2 separate regions of the Hordeum vulgare genome follow, and region 2 is linked to region 1. A link is a contact called in public Hi-C data. All regions are on one chromosome and are shown on one strand. Each heading gives the region's core, a stretch centred on a gene start, on an enhancer-like site or on the middle of the called end of the contact. The rest is flanking DNA. Distances are from core to core; before and after follow the strand shown. Region 1 holds the start of LOC123451875 (nuclear export mediator factor Nemf). Region 2 holds the start of LOC123453186 (solute carrier family 40 member 2, chloroplastic).

Region 1 (7,957 bases), core at 1,555-4,054:
TTTTAGTTAACAGTGCAGAGTTGCCCGAAGGGATTGGGAATATGCGAGCTCTACGGGAATTATCAGAGATTGAAATCAACCAGAAGACCTGTCTGACCTCTTTGCTGGAGCTGGGCAGTCTGACCAAACTAAGAATACTTGAGCTGAACCTGAATTGGCACATAAGTAGTACAAACAGTGGCATGAAAGCTCGTGAAGATAACTTGGTCATGTCCCTCTGCAAACTAGGCATGCTCAACCTTCGTTCCATACAAATTCAGAGCTACCATTCTTGTTCCCTTGATTTCCTAATTGACTCTTGGTTTCCTCCTCCTCATCTACTCCAGAGATTTGAGATGTCCATTAACTACTATTTCCCCATAATCCCAAAGTGGGTAGCCTCACTTGAGCACCTCTCTTACCTAGGCATCTATGTCAATCCAGTGGACGAGGAAACATTCCGAGTCCTTGGTAACCTGCCCTCTCTATTATTTCTCTGGATAACTTCAAGAACAGCAAGACCTATAGAAAGGATCATTATCAACAATAATGGATTCCGATACCTGAAAGAATTCTACTTCACTTGCTGGGACAGCAGGACAGGGCTGATGTTTGAAGCAGGAGCCATGCCGGAGCTTGAGAACCTCCGGGTTCCATTTAATGCGCATGGTGTGTTCCCTTTGAGTGGTGATCTTGATTTCGGCATCCAGAATCTGTATTCGCTCAAGCATCTCCACATCGAGATAGTTTGTTATGGCGCAAACATTAGGGAGGTGGAGGCCTTGGAGCATGCTGTCAAGAATGCGGCTGGCTGTCTTTCAGATGAGCTCACTCTGGAAGTGAGTAGATGGGATGAAGAAGAGATTGTTAAGGATGGGGAGCATAAACTGGTAGAGGAGGAGGTTGATGCTGACAATTGAGTGTGTAACACATCATTGAGGTACTACTATTCATTTTCACATGCCACAACTGCTGTATATTTCAGTTATATTACTGTTTGGGTATTTATTAGAGGAGTACAGACTGGATTAGGAATGTAAGATGAGCATGAAAAACACACATTTTTTGGTGCTTACATTTGGATACATTTATGTTCGGGATCCTTGATCTTCCATCCTTACCTCTTGGATATTTTGCAGCTTTCTTGCCAATGAAGCCTGCTAGTTTCATAGAATAGTGTATTTTTTTTTACTTCTGCATTTGACTACTTTTGCATGGAGAAATACACACTGATGAACCTGCACAATTTATATATGGATTGCTGCCATATGAAATCTTAAATAAATATAGATTGATTCTTTGTTAATTACTGTTTCAGATTCAATGCAATTTTTAATTCATTGAGAAATCAGATCGGTGGCTGCTACTTGTGCATCATATGTATCTTTTCTTCTTCTTCTGAGAAACCTCATCATAGTATGTCTTCCCACTTCGGGCTTGTTCGGTTGGTGGGGAAACGGAGGGGATTTGGCAGGGATTGGTGGGGATTACGTCCGCTACAAGTCAAAATCCCCTCTAATCCCTTTGAAAGGGGGTGTAACCGAACAAAGCCTTCCTGAATGGTGCAAGGATTGTCCGCAATCAGACGGTTTAGTAAGCTATCACGGGATTGCTTTGATGTTGGTGCTACTAGTGTTTTATCAGTATTTTGTCTTCCCATTCATTCATTATCCACACACATCTTTTCCACCACTTGATGTTACATTCTGCTACTGCCAATTTAAGTAAGATCTTATCATTACTAGTTGATTCATAGTAAAATTTCATCGTTCTCAGTCTGCCGGTTATTCATGGTATTGTTAGGAAACAAATTCTCACTTAGCCTAGTTTCATCTGCAGGGTTCATGAAGGGCATTCATTCTGAGACGCTGAAACTCGCTGCGCCGTTGCCATGATTTCCATGGGAATGCTCGAAGACCCCATCTGGAACACTGGAAGTTGCTCCTACATCTGCGGGAAAATGGACCGATTGATGCGAAACGTAAATGGCCTGTAATTCCAGTTCTGTTCTTTTGGTTGGGATGGGTTGGCGGAAACCCTTGTCGACTTCCAGTTCCATCTCATAACATTAACTCATGCTAGAGTTTGAACATGATAACATTAGTTTTGTAACAGCCTTGTTATTTCCGAGACTTTAATGACTACGTACAATTTTATACTTACCCAGTGGAAACTACTATTAATTACTCCCTCTGTATCTAAATAATTGTAGTTAGTGAGAACTAGAGTCTAGTTTTCTCCAACTACAATTATTTAGGTACAGAGGGAGTACATGACGTATACATACCCCTTGATGATTGTATGCAACCCAATAACATGAAAACGGAGGGAAATATTCCACTGATCAATCATTCTATTTGCGTTTCAACCATAGCAAAACAATAGCCTGCCATCAATGAAGTTTTTCTTTAGCGAACAGACAACATAATTTTACCATTTTTAAAATAAATTTATTTTTTAAGTTATTATCATTAGAACGAAGGTTACATAGCTGGATCCATTGCTAATCCAGACACAAATTACAATTCAAATGTGTTAAAAATTACAATTCAAACTTCTCTAGCAAAAAATAAAATTCAAACTGTAATTTCAATGGATAGATTTGCAATGGTAAGCAAAATGGGCCAGCGGCCGCGCTACCCAACGAGACAGAAGCATATCAGTGGCCGGGGCACCCAATGAGACGATAATATAGGATATCAGTGGCCGGGCCACCCAATGAGACGATAATATGGGCCTAAGAGAGCCGTGCGTTGGTACCTCTGTAAGCCCAAGACGGCCCAGTGAGGGAGCGCACACTTACAACTCGACGCGACGAGTGGAGGTTGAAGGCAAAAGGGAGAAGAGAACACCACAACCTCGGCCGCAAGGAAGGAGACAGGAAGGCATCAGCTGCGGCGGCGAAGATGGTGAAGGCGCGGATGACGACGGCGGACGTGGCGGCGGAGGTCAAGTGCCTCCGCCGCCTCATCGGCATGCGCCTCTCCAACGTCTACGACATCACCCCCAAGGTTGGTCGTCCAGTCCCCGCGCCGCATCGCCGTTCCTTCCTCTCCCTGCTCTTCCGCCCGCGTCAAACCCTAGGTTACGGAAGACTAGCGGCATACCCGGCCTCCCGGGGAGGCGAGTAGATACGGCGCACGACGATCAGGTTGGGAGGCTTGTGTAGGTTTAGATACGTGGCTTGGTTGGTTATGCTCTGATTTGGCGGTACTTGGATTGGTACTGGAAAGCTTTGTGTAGTTCATTTTAGCACTGGGTTCACTAGGTTTCAACAAACGAATTACTCTATTTGGTAAGGAATCTGAACAAACAGTTCGGGGTAGGATTGCTTACCTGATGGTGATTCTGCACTGATGGCGATTCTGGGTGCCGTGAGGTTGCCTTGTGTTGGATGTGTAAATATTTGATTGTCTTGGTCTCTGAAAATTCTGTTGTCAAAATTTCCAAATTGGGTAGATTCGCCGTGCTATTTGCCGCCAGGAAGGTGAGTAGAGGTAGATGCGGCACACGGCGATCAGGTTGGGAGGCTTGCGTAGTTTTCTACGTGGCTTCCCGGGGGGCTATGCTCTGACTTGGCAGAACTTGGATTGGTACCAGAATGCTTTGTGTAGTCCACTTTAGCACTGGTACGACTAGGTTCCAACAAACAAATTACTGTATTTAGAAAGGAAATGGGACAAACAGTTGGGGGTAGGGTTGCTGCCCTGATGATGATTCCACAGTTCTGTGAGGTTGCCTTGTGTTGGATTGTGAAAATATTTGATTGTCTTAGTCTCTGAAATTTCTGTTTTGAAAATCACCAAATTGGTTACTCATGGTGCTATAGGCTGACTGTCGTGTTAAATGACTGCTGGTACACATTTCATGCAATTCATTGGGATATTAGATTGCTGTGTTGTCTTCTGCTTTTAGAGGACCAATGTTTTCTTTTTTTAATATATGCTGTTTCCACGGAGGAACTGCTGGCATTCCAGTGCATCATCTCCTTTTCTGGAATAAATTTGCTTTTGGCGGACCAGATGTTCTTTTTAAACTTTCTGTTTCCACCAAGAAACTGCTGGAAATCCAGTGCACCATCTCCCTTCTAGTGGAATGCATTCAAGCTCTAGCAATCTTGCATGCCGTATCTGCTTTTGATATGTACTAGGTGATGTTTTACATAAGCCTTTTTGTGCTTGTACAGACTTATCTTTTCAAGCTGATGAACAGCAGTGGAATCACCGAGTCAGGGGAGAGTGAGAAGGTTTTGTTGCTGATGGAAAGTGGTGTCAGGCTGCACACCACTCAATATGTTCGGTGAGATGCTGCTGACCGTTGTTGGTATATATTTATCTGATGTCACTGTTTCAGAACATTAATGTACAAATCTCCTTTTGTCCCTATTTTTCAGTGATAAGAGCACCACACCTTCTGGGTTCACTCTCAAGCTGCGGAAACATGTTCGTGGCAAGAGGCTTGAAGATGTTCGTATGCTGGGATATGATAGGGTACTCCTCACATTTCATTTGCTCTTGAATATCCTTTGAAGACAGCGGAATTGTACTTGCTGAGGGTTCAGCCGTTTAATGATGTCTTGGTTTGAACTGCAGATGATCCTCTTTCAATTTGGACTTGGCAGTAATGCACATTTTATAATTCTTGAGCTGTATGCACAAGGAAATATCATTCTCACAGATTCGGAATACACAGTGATGACACTACTACGTTCTCACAGGTTATTGTCTAATTCGTGCAGTACTATTTTCGTTCTCATGGGCTGTTGCACAAGTGACGACTTAGGACAAGAAAACGTCGATTATACGTTTGCAATCCGAGAATTCGATTATTCTCTTAAATTCTTAAGCTTACTATTTGTTTATTTTACTTATCTTCTACTGTAAAACTTCCAGAGATGACAACAAAGGATTGGCTATCATGTCACGGCATCGCTATCCAGTAGAAGCCTGCCGTACCTTTGAAAGGACTGACTTTACAAAGTTAAAAGACACACTGAAGCTGTCTAATACAGTCGATGATAAAGAATCTTCCCAAGTTACACCTAGTTCAGCTGATGCTCAGCAGCCTTCTGAATCCGCCAATGATGGAGTGCCTGCTACCGATAAATTGGAAGAGCCAGCTAATAGAACAGGAAAGAAGTCTGCTGCAAAAATTAAGCAGTCAGGTTCAGATGCTAAAGCGAGTAATGGCACTCAATCAAATAGAGCTACTCTGAAGACACTTATTGGGGAGGCATTGCCTTATGGCCCAGCACTAGCGGAGCATATCATATTAGATGCTGGGTTGCTTCCAAGTACAAAGATTGGGAAAGATCCAGAGACCAGTCTTGATGATCATACTATTCAGTCTCTAGTAGAATCTGTTACAAGGTTTGAGGACTGGCTTGTAAATATCATTTCTGGCCAAAGGATCCCCGAGGGGTACATACTCATGCAGAATAAGATGACCGCAAAGAAGAATGTCACATCATCAGAAGGGTCTTCTATTAACCAGAAGGTGAATCTATTATTATTCCTGTGTTTTTGTTTTTGTTTTGTTCGTTAGTGATGTCTGTTGCAGACCTATATTTAGGTAGCAGTATATTTGCATTTGATATGGTGGATCCCATGTCAAGGTACTTACTATTTTATTTGTTCTTGTACACAGGTATATGATGAATATTGCCCTATCCTGCTGACACAATGTAAGTCAAGGGAATATGATGAATTTGAGACATTTGATGATGCACTAGATGAGTTCTACAGCAAAATAGAAAGTCAAAGGGTGAATCAACAGCATAAAGCAAAAGAGGATTCAGCAGTCCATAGGCTCAACAAAATAAAGTTGGATCAGGTTTCCCCACCTCACTCTCCAATGCATGCTTGCAATCAAGTTGTTCATAATTTGCTCGAGTTTGATTTCTATTTGGAGGATTTAATTTCCTTCTAAACATGAAATGTTTTAGTCCGTTGACACATTCTGCCATGCAGGAGAATCGTGTACATACATTGAGAAAGGAAGCAGACCATTGCATCACTATGGCAGAACTAATCGAGTACAATTTGGAGGATGTGGATGCAGCAATGAAAGCTGTTCGTGTTTCCCTTGCAAATGGAATGAGTTGGGAAGCTCTTTCTCGCATGATTAAAGAGGAGAAAAAGGCTGGAAACCCAGTAGCTGGTCTAATTGATAAGCTCAGTTTTGAAAAAAATTGCATTACTCTACTTCTTAGCAATAATCTTGATGACATGGATGAGGAAGAGAAAACTGCGCCTGTTGAGAAGGTATGTTCCACAAACAACTAGTGTGTTAAATAATCATTTCCTGTGTCATGAAAATACCGTTTTTCTTTGAACACCTGAAATGTATCTTATTGGCAATGTTAGTGTATGGGTTTGTCTAAGGTGTCATATGTCAGCAACAGTTCTATTTGGATGATTGAATTTTCGAGAAAACGCAGTGAGATTCCTGCGTTTCTTTGTATTGAAAAGGAAGAGATGATTGAATTGTCGACCCCTGTTATTTTTACTTCATGAGTAATCTCCTCATGTATCCACCTTAACTTGAATGACATGAAGTTTCTAGTCTTCCAATTCTTTAGGCAGCCAGTTTTACTAAGTTGTAAGTGCATATGCCTATGGATAGCTGCCCACTACTCATCAACACTATTTTACTCCCGCCATTCCAAAATAGATGAAATTTTATTGCATTCTCCAGTGAGTAACTCTGATCGTTAGTCTTGGTATGAATGTAAGTAAATAAGTATTTAAAAATGTTGTGAAACTATTTTTATGACAAATCTAATAGTATAAATTTTATCTAACAAATCTAATAGTTTATCGTTAAATAGCTGTCTAAGATAGATAAATTTGAGCATGCTCCTAGGACATTATCTATTTTGGGAAGTAGGTAGTATTCATTTAGTGTTTCTCGTTATGTTGCATGACAAAATCCCATTACGATTTGTTTCGTAATAGAGACTGAAGATTGATTGATGGATAGTTAATGTCTTACACAAAAAGGGCGCACCAGGATGCCAATGAGGGGGCTAACTAGATACATGCTGCATGTGACCTTGCTTGCAGATTGTACCTGTATTTTACTTGTGTGACTCAGCTACCACTATCGCTTTCTCCATGTTTCCTATTTTCATAACCCGCTTTTGTTTCATTTCTTTTAGGTTGAGGTTGATTTATCACTTTCTGCTCATGCAAATGCTAGACGGTGGTATGAAATGAAGAAAAAACAGGAAACCAAACAAGAGAAAACTATCGATGCACACGAGAAAGCTTTCAAAGCAGCCGAGAAGAAGACACGTCTTCAGCTTGCACAGGTTTCTTAGTTACCGCTGTACTGTGTACTTGTATGTATTACCAAGCAGAAGTTGTATGTTAACATTTTAGTTCTCATCAGAACATGTTGATTAAGTTTTCTTTATAAGTGCATAAGCCTGTTCAAACCAGCCTCATCCTATATCCTGCTTTTGAATGGCAGGTTTTCTTCTTAATGGAGTAAATGAACAAATAAAAGCTTTAGCTGTCATCTGAACCACTCATTCGTGTACGTTAGCTTGTTTAGTGGTGTCATATGCTCACAATATTATGCCCTTATACAGTAATAATATCTTGTATTATACTCCCTCCGTAAAGAAATATAAGAGCGTTTAGATCACTACTTTAGTTATCTAAATGCTCTTATATTTGTTTACAGAGGGAGTACTATACTATATTATACTATATTATATTATATCATATTATTATATTATATTATATTATATGGAGTATTATATTATATTTAAGAACCTTCATATCTTGACATTTTTAGGAAAAAACTGTGGCTGCAATCACTCATATGAGGAAAGTTCACTGGTTTGAGAAATTCAATTGGTTTATCAGCAGTGAAAACTATCTGATTGTCAGTGGCCGAGATGCTCAACAAAATGAGTTGGTCGTCAAGCGGTACATGTCTAAAGGAGATTTGTAAGTTCCCCTGTTAGTTA
Region 2 (7,957 bases), core at 2,374-4,873, 320 kb before region 1:
TCCCGCCTGGTATTTATAACATAACAGTTTGCACCAAAATAAATTGAGGTAAGTTCGCATCAATTGTGACAAATAGTGTAGATATAGAAAGAAAAGTATAGATCCAACCTTTAGAATTCCAACTCTTTTCACCAGGCTTGAGGAGATGAATGTTGCAACAAGACCCATAACAGAACACAATCCACTAAAAGCACCGACGATAGATGGACTAATACCTGTTAAACAGCCATTACTAATTTGTAGACATTTCTCTGAAATTGGTAAATTTGAGCTGGGAAAGTGAAACATACCCCGATGCATCAACAATGCAGTCATTATCGCGCCAGGAGCAAGTGCTACGTTGAAATTCAGAAACACGGTAGCTACACTTGCAGGTAGAACTGTCTGCTGCTTATACTCATTCCAGCCATGCTTGATAGAACTTAAGCCATTTTGAACTGAATGGTAGAGAGAATATCAGACCATCCACATTAACTGAACTTAAATAACTAATTTGATCTAAGTTCCTCACTGGGACAATCCACTGTGAGATTAGGCATTGTTATGTGTTGCTACATTTAGTGTTAGTTTTTCCTTTAAATGGATGAAAAAACACTTTGTGCCTGGACGGTAACATGGGGAAAGGTTTTGCACATTCTCTAAGAAAAACTTCCTCACCTATCTTGCGGACATCCAATAGATCAGCACAAATAGATTCGTCACTGGGGGTTCTCGAGGAATCAAGCGCATGACAAGAGACGCTGTTAATTAATTGACCCAACATAACCTAAAAAGACCATACAGCATCTTGTGAGTATGCTAATGTATGCTAAATCTGGTTATTCAAGATTCAGTTTAAAGATATATGTGGTATACCAGAATGGGAAAACTGCATATCATTAGCGCAGAGGAAACCTTCAAACAGGTTACTATGTCGTATTTGGTGAGCAGAAGGCCAAAAACTGAAGCACCAACGGTCTGCGACACCAAAATGGTTATGCATGTTATGCAACTATAATTTCCACTCGAAATAGATTGCATGCTGTGATTAAAGTACAGAATAATAAGACAACAAGATCCACCAAACAGACAATCTTGTCATCTTCCTAAGTCTTCATAAATTCAAAAAGATGCAAGCTCTATATCGTGACTTAGGAGTATCTCACCTCACAAAGAAGATCAAGTCGATTAAGCATGGCATTAGCTTGAGCTAATGCAACAGGCCTGTTTGTTCCTGCTAACTTCATAGAGAAAGAAGAACAGTGAGGCAGACAGTTGGACAAAACCAACAAGAAAACATGCTATTTTTAATTCATAAGTGTTTCTTACAATGACAAGTTTTCTGTTGCTAAATCGCTAACACTTGCTATTTTAGGAATGGAATGCATTTCATTGAAAAGAATAGGAAAGAATCCACAAAACAAAATGTGGATTAGCAACCATACCAGCACAACCCAGTCCCTCTCCATGGAAACTCCCAGGGCCAATCCTGCAAGCCTTTCAACGGCTCCGGCTATCACTAGCACAATGAACCAAGGCCTGAGAAGCAAATCTGATGTAGAAGTACGGCCCGCGTTTTTGAGAGCATATATGACCATTGCAGCTGATACTAACTGAGTGGCCACCTGCATAGTCGGGTTGAGAAGAAAACTGGCATAAAGTATTTTATATTGTGCATAAAATTATAATCTAGAGCAATCTATTTTCTTCGCCCATAATATAAGAAAGCAGAGAAAATAAAGCAAGTACCTGGACAGCATTCAATCCTGTGTACATGGGTATTCGTGGGAAATGATCCATAAGTTTGCCAACTATAGGAGCCCCAAGAAATACTGAGAGCTGGAAATCATAAAATAATTTAGATGGTTGATTCTACTAACATCTCTTGAATTTAGCACAGCGATGGGTACCTTTCCGAAGAAACCAACAATAGCCACAGGCAATAGGCTTGGATGAAGAATTGCCAGGGCAGCAGGCCAAGCAAAATTCCAGAGTTGTTCCACAAGGTTACCAAACAAGTAGCTAGCATAGAGAGCTGCATACATGATGTTAAAGGGGTATTAAGTTCCATGATATATGGATTGTCGGGAGGCTTGCCCATCAGTTATTTTTATTTATTTTCTAAAAAGATTTTAAAAAATCACTAGGGGTAGGTATGCCTGCTTGTCACATGCTAGGAGTTGAAAACTGAAAACATTAATTATCTGCAAATTATCAAATATTACAATAGCCGATACTTTGGTTAATGAACCCATATTTCAACAACATTGTTAACTATTAACTGCATGGCTTAGCGCGTAAAGTGTAAACAGTATATAAAGATAATCCAACTGTGGTGCCATGAAAATGCCTTTACCATATAGTCCAGCAGGGTGAGCTGGAGTGGCGGCCAATGTTTGTTGCTCTCCTTCAGATAAGACCTGAATTTTGAACAGACTGTCAGAAGAAGGCAAAACAAAACTATTTGACGAAGACCATGGTGGAGGAAAGAAAATCCATACCGGCAGCTCCTCAAAATCAGCATGGTGCTGAGTACTATCATGTGGTGGAAAAGGACTAGAATCTAGAACATCTCCTAGGATATTGACAACTGGAATAGAGCAGCCTGGCGGTAATGATGGATGATCATCGAAAGCCGACTCTTCCTTATTTACATTGCTAACATCAACCTCAACATTTGCTATGTAACACCTTTGAACAAAATTGTTTGACCTGGAAAAATACTAACATGTTAGTTGAAAATTGAAACACTGCAACTCAAGAACAAAAGCAACGTCAATCCACTAGCTTGGCATACATCAACCTATTAATTTTTTGCCAATTCAGTTGTGGATGATCTGAAATATAACATATGAATCAGCACGCATGCTCAAGCAAAAACATACTGACAAGAAAATACTCATCACATTAACAATGTACACTCTTCCTTACAAACTCCGTTGTTGTCATTTACTAAATAATAGATTAGCCCATAGGTGAAGTGCCAACGCCACCTGCATTTGCTAGTTCCTATACCAAGCTTTCGGAGAAGCCTAAATCTGCCCTGACTTGAACTTATCTCTTGAACATCGAGAATGCCATAACAAACCAATAATCCAAAGTAGGAAACATCTGCATCCTTTCAATCCGTTCCCCGGCTAAATATTTTCATGCTAAACTTCCGCGTGTAATTCGCGTCAAGCGTACATAAAACCAAGCTTATCAACCCTCCAGAGCACATTAAACAATTTCAAACGCAAAGCGGCCAGCAAGCAGTCACCTGAGCGCGCTGACGCAGGGGGAGGAGGGCCTCAGGCGCAGCCTCGGCAGGCCGGTGAGATACCCGCGGACGAGCGGCGTCTGCGGCGATGAGGCGAGAAGGGCGGCAGCGGTAACCATCCCCATGGCTCCTCTGCTGCTGCTGCGGCGGCGGCGGCGCGACTACTCATGCATGCAGCCTCTCAAGGACCGGGCGCCGGCGGCGGGATTGGGCCCGGCAGGAGCTTCTGGAAGCGTGCCTTACCCCTGGCTACCTTATCCTGATGAGGTTGAGGTGGAAGAAGGGGCGGAGGAGGAGGGAGAAGAAGAAGAGAGAGAAGGGAGCGCCAAGTTGGCAACTGAGGCAGCTGGGAGAGAACGGGAAGAGGATGTGGGAGGGGATAACCGGAGGCATAATCGCCGTCCGGTTTTTAATGGAACGGGTGAGGATTTTTCTATTGCCTCTGATGTTTGTTTTCAAATGAGGTTCTTTGTGACCGGGAAGGCAGCCGCATGTCACTATTTTGAGACGCCAAATTTATTTTCCTCCCTCCGTCTATCCGGTGCTTAAAACATCAAACCACCTTCGAACAATTGAACGAACACCCGAAAAAAAGTGATACAAAAATGTCTTAAATTAGCCTTAAATAACTGGACTAGCCATATCATTTATATACCCAACTTAAATTTAGAATGGGTGTGCGACAATCGGGCGGCGTAGGACCTGAGAGCCTGACCCAACAAAAAATGCATCAAATTCCCTCCCGTGACCTATCCGATTTCATTTGTTCCTCTCCTTTCTTCTGCCTCCTCCGCGTCGGATGTCTCCTAACTTTGCTGTCGTTATTAGCCTCAGTGCCGCCAGCACCGGCGCAACATTCCTCCCATCCATGCTCGTCGTCGCGGACATTGTCGTCGGCTCGGACGCCACCGTGCTACGTGTGCCAACTCTCAAATCGCACCTTGCCCTCTTTGTGTTCGGCACATTGTCCGACTAGTTTTTTGGTGATTTTCCCATAGGCAGAACGATGGATTCCGGTTCATCGAACAAACAGTATGGACCGACGGAGATTGATGAAATGGTTCAAAATGAGGCATTTGATTTATCGAATTCATACGATGAAGTCGAAATGGTCATGCTCATGAACATCCAACAGGAAATGGACGGGAGGTGGAGCACATTCTCAACTTCAAATGCTCGGTAAAAGGGAGAAGAGTTATTAATCGGGATAGGGTCTCTGGAGCATGGATGTTGTACAAGGACTACTTTGCTCCAAACCCAACTACCCCGGATGGTACATGGTTTCGTCGTCGTCTATGTATGTGCAAACCATTGTTTTTGCGAGTTATGAAGGGAGTGGAGGCACACGATGACTACTTAAAGCTCACGAGGGATTGCTGCACAGAACTTTCATTCTCTGCTAAGCAGAAATGCACGACTGCTCTGAGGATTCTTGCATTTGGTACTTCCTTACACGTCGTTGGTGACATGGTCCGGATGAGGGAGAGCACATGCCTCAAATCTACTTTGAGGTTTGCCCTCACCATGGTGTAGGTGTTTGGAGGAGAGTATCCGAGAGAACCAACTTTGCATGACGCATAAAAGTTATTGGCTATTGGAGAGGCAAGATGATAGAGGTGAAGGTGCCCCGTCTTTCGATGAGATGGTGACTATTATTTTTGGTGGAGTGGACTTTGACGATCTGACTGCGAACGTGCGAGGACACCGTGCCTTAGCAATCGCTAAACCAAAATTTATGGAAGGGCATCTTGTATATTTTGTCCATGTCCTTGTTGTTGGAAATATGCCCTAGAGGTAGTAACAAAATAGTTATTATTATATTTCTTTGTTCAAGATAATCGTTTAATATCCATGCTAGAATTGTATTGATTGGAAACTCAAAATACATGTGTGGATACATAGGCAACACACTGTCTCTAGTAAGCCTCTAATGGACTAGCTTGTTGGTCAAAGATGGTCAAGGTTTCGTGGTCATAGACAAGAGTTGTCCTTTGATAACGGCATCACATCATCAGAAGAATGATGTGATGGACAAGACCCAAACTATGAACATAGCATATGATCATGTCAGTTTATTGATATTGTTTTTTGCATGTCGAGTATCTGTTCCTATGACCATGAGATCATGCAACTCCCAGACACTGGAGGAATGCCTTATGTGTATCAAACGTCACAATGTAACTGGGTGACTATAAAGGTGCTCTACAGGTATCTCCAAAGGTGTCTGTTGGGTTGGCATGAATCGAGAATGGGATTTGTCACTCTGTATGACAGAGAGGTATCTCTAGGGCCCACTCGGTAATACAACATCACAATGAGCTTGAAAGCAATGTGACTAAAGAGTTCGTCACATGATCTTGTATTACGGAACGAGTAAAGAGACTTGCTGGTAACGAGACTGGACTAGGTATGGAGATACCAACGATCAAATCTCGGGCAAGTAACATACCGATGGACAAAGGGGACAACATACGGGATTAACTGAATCCTCAACATCAAGGTTCAACCGATAAAGATCTTCGTAGAATATGTAGGAGCCAATATGGGCATCCAGGTCCCGCTGTTCGTTATTGACCGGAGAGTGTCTCGGTCATGTCTGCATAGTTCTCGAACCCGCAGGGTGTGCACACTTAAGGTTCGGTGACGTTTCGGTATAGTTGAATTATGTTGGTAACCGAAGGTTGTTCACAATCCCGGATGAGATCCCGGACGTCGCGAGGAGTTCTAGAGTGATCCAAAGACGAAGATTGATACATAGGAAAGAGGTATATGGGTTCCGGAAAGGTTTCAGGTACTACCGATAAAGTACCGGGAGTGACGAATGGGCTCCGGGTGTTAACCAGGAGGGGCCACCCACCCCGGAGGGCCACATAGGCCCAAGAGGTGGCGCGCCAGCCCCTGGTGGGATGGGAGGCTAGCCCCATGGGCCTATGCGCCCGAATTAAGGAGGTGGGGAGGAACTGACTAGGAGGAGGAGTCCTCCTAATGCCTCCACCAAACCGAATTGGAGGAGGAGGACTCCTCCTCTTGTGCGCCGCCGGCCAACCCTAGAGATTTTCCCTAGGGCGCCACCTCTTGCCTCCCTCCTATATATATATATATATATATATAGTGGAGAGGAGAGAGGCAGCCGACCCCAAGCCACGGCGCAGCTCTCTCTCCCTCCACTAGTTCGTCCACCTATAGTTTGATTTGGTAGTGCACGACGAAGCCTTGCCAGATCAGCTCCACCAACACCGCCACCATGTTGTCGTGTTGTTGGAGAATTCATCTACCTCTCTGCTCCATCTTGCTGGATCAAGAAGGCAGAGATCGTCATTGATGTGTACGTGTGCTGAACACGGAGGTGTCTTCCGTTCGGCGCTAGATCGTGATTGGGTCGCGGGATGGCTTGCGATTTGGATCGCGAAGATGTTCGACTACATCAACCGCGTTTCTTAACGCTTCCTGCTTAGCGGTCTACAAGGGTATGTGGATCTGATCTCTCCTCTCGTAGATTGCTATCATCATGGATAGATCTTGTATGTGCGTAGGAAATTTTTTGTTTCCCATGCAACGTTCCCCAACAGTGGCATCCTGAGCTAGGTCTATGCGTAGATGACATCTCGAGTAGAACACAAAGGATTTTGTGGGCGTTGATATTCAGACTGCTGCCCTCCTTAGTCTTTTCTTGATTCAACAGTATTGTGGGATGAAGCGGCCCGGACCAACCTTACTCGTCCGCGTACGAGCCGGTTCCACCGATAGACATGTAACTTGTTACATAAAGATGGCTGATGGGTGTCTGTCTCTCCTACTTTAGTTGAATCAGATTCAACACACGCGGTACTTGTAGAAGATTAAATAGCAACTTGCATATCACCATTGTGGTTTTTGCATAGGTAAGGAGTGTTCTTGCTAGATACCCATAGTAGCCACATAAAACATGCAACAACAAATTAGAGGATGTCTACTTGTTTTTGCAGGCTATGTTGTGATATGATATGGCCAATGACATGATGTGATATATTTGATGTATGGGATGATCATGTTGTAATAGTTAATATCGACTTGCATGCCGATGCTACGGCAACCGATAGGAGCCATAGGGTTGTCTTTAATTTTTTAGCGTTTACCGATCATTTACTTTATCGCTAAATCAGTAGCAATAGTAGTACAAGCATAGATGGCGCGACAACCTTGATGGCAGCATAATGATGGAGATCATGGTGTGGTGTCGGTGACAATGGAGATCATGCCCGACTTGGATTGGGTGAATGCCATGCATGAAGAGCTACACAACTTCGAGACGAATGAAGTTTGGACACTCGTGGAGAAACCCAATGTCACACCCTCTTTTTGCACCACTTTGCCGCTATTGTTTTCTTTTTAAAATTTGGAATAAATTAAAAAATAATTAAGTAAGTGTTATAAGTGTCTTGATTTTCATTGCTTGTATGTGTGCTTGTGAGTAGATCACTAAGAACAATTTTTTATAAAATATTATTTCTACAAAAATCCTTTTTATTTATTTTTGTAGCTTCAAACCCCTGCTTTGGGAATTATCCCTAACTAAAGGGGAGTGCTTTTACCCAAAGATTGTATTCTGATTCTAATATTAATATAGCTCCCCAAAACCATAAAATAATTATTTTTAAAGTTATTTTTCCATTTTACTTATATGCCCTTTTCTAAGGCCAGAAATGGTATTTCATGGTGAATTCTTTTCCTGCCTTAGAA

Evidence for each region. A called contact is a pair of places that touch in the nucleus more often than the background predicts.
Region 2: a Hi-C map of leaf shows a contact between it and region 1, with 4 times the contacts expected there. The contact joins the promoter of LOC123453186 here to the promoter of LOC123451875 in region 1. A contact is called at or near these places in 2 of 6 Hi-C or Micro-C datasets (leaf and seedling) and 1 of 1 datasets of contacts at active chromatin or transcription factors (embryo).

The regions. Positions count from the first base shown.
Region 1 is chr5H:104,287,083-104,295,039 of MorexV3_pseudomolecules_assembly, reverse strand. It overlaps LOC123451875 (nuclear export mediator factor Nemf), which reads left to right and starts at 2,804. Exons shown (of 14, transcript XM_045128422.1): 1 at 2,804-2,990; 2 at 4,166-4,278; 3 at 4,373-4,469; 4 at 4,572-4,696; 5 at 4,872-5,475; 6 at 5,626-5,811; 7 at 5,949-6,242; 8 at 7,139-7,291; 9 at 7,783-7,937. The coding sequence starts at 2,886. LOC123451877 (disease resistance protein PIK6-NP-like) reads left to right here. Exons shown (of 5, transcript XM_045128425.1): 5 at 1-917. The coding sequence ends at 899.
Region 2 is chr5H:104,609,645-104,617,601 of MorexV3_pseudomolecules_assembly, reverse strand. It overlaps LOC123453186 (solute carrier family 40 member 2, chloroplastic), which reads right to left and starts at 3,623. Exons shown (of 14, transcript XM_045129961.1): 1 at 3,239-3,623; 2 at 2,481-2,691; 3 at 2,336-2,399; 4 at 1,890-2,014; 5 at 1,729-1,818; 6 at 1,425-1,604; 7 at 1,146-1,220; 8 at 856-957; 9 at 658-766; 10 at 291-437; 11 at 109-215; 12 at 1-6. The coding sequence starts at 3,363.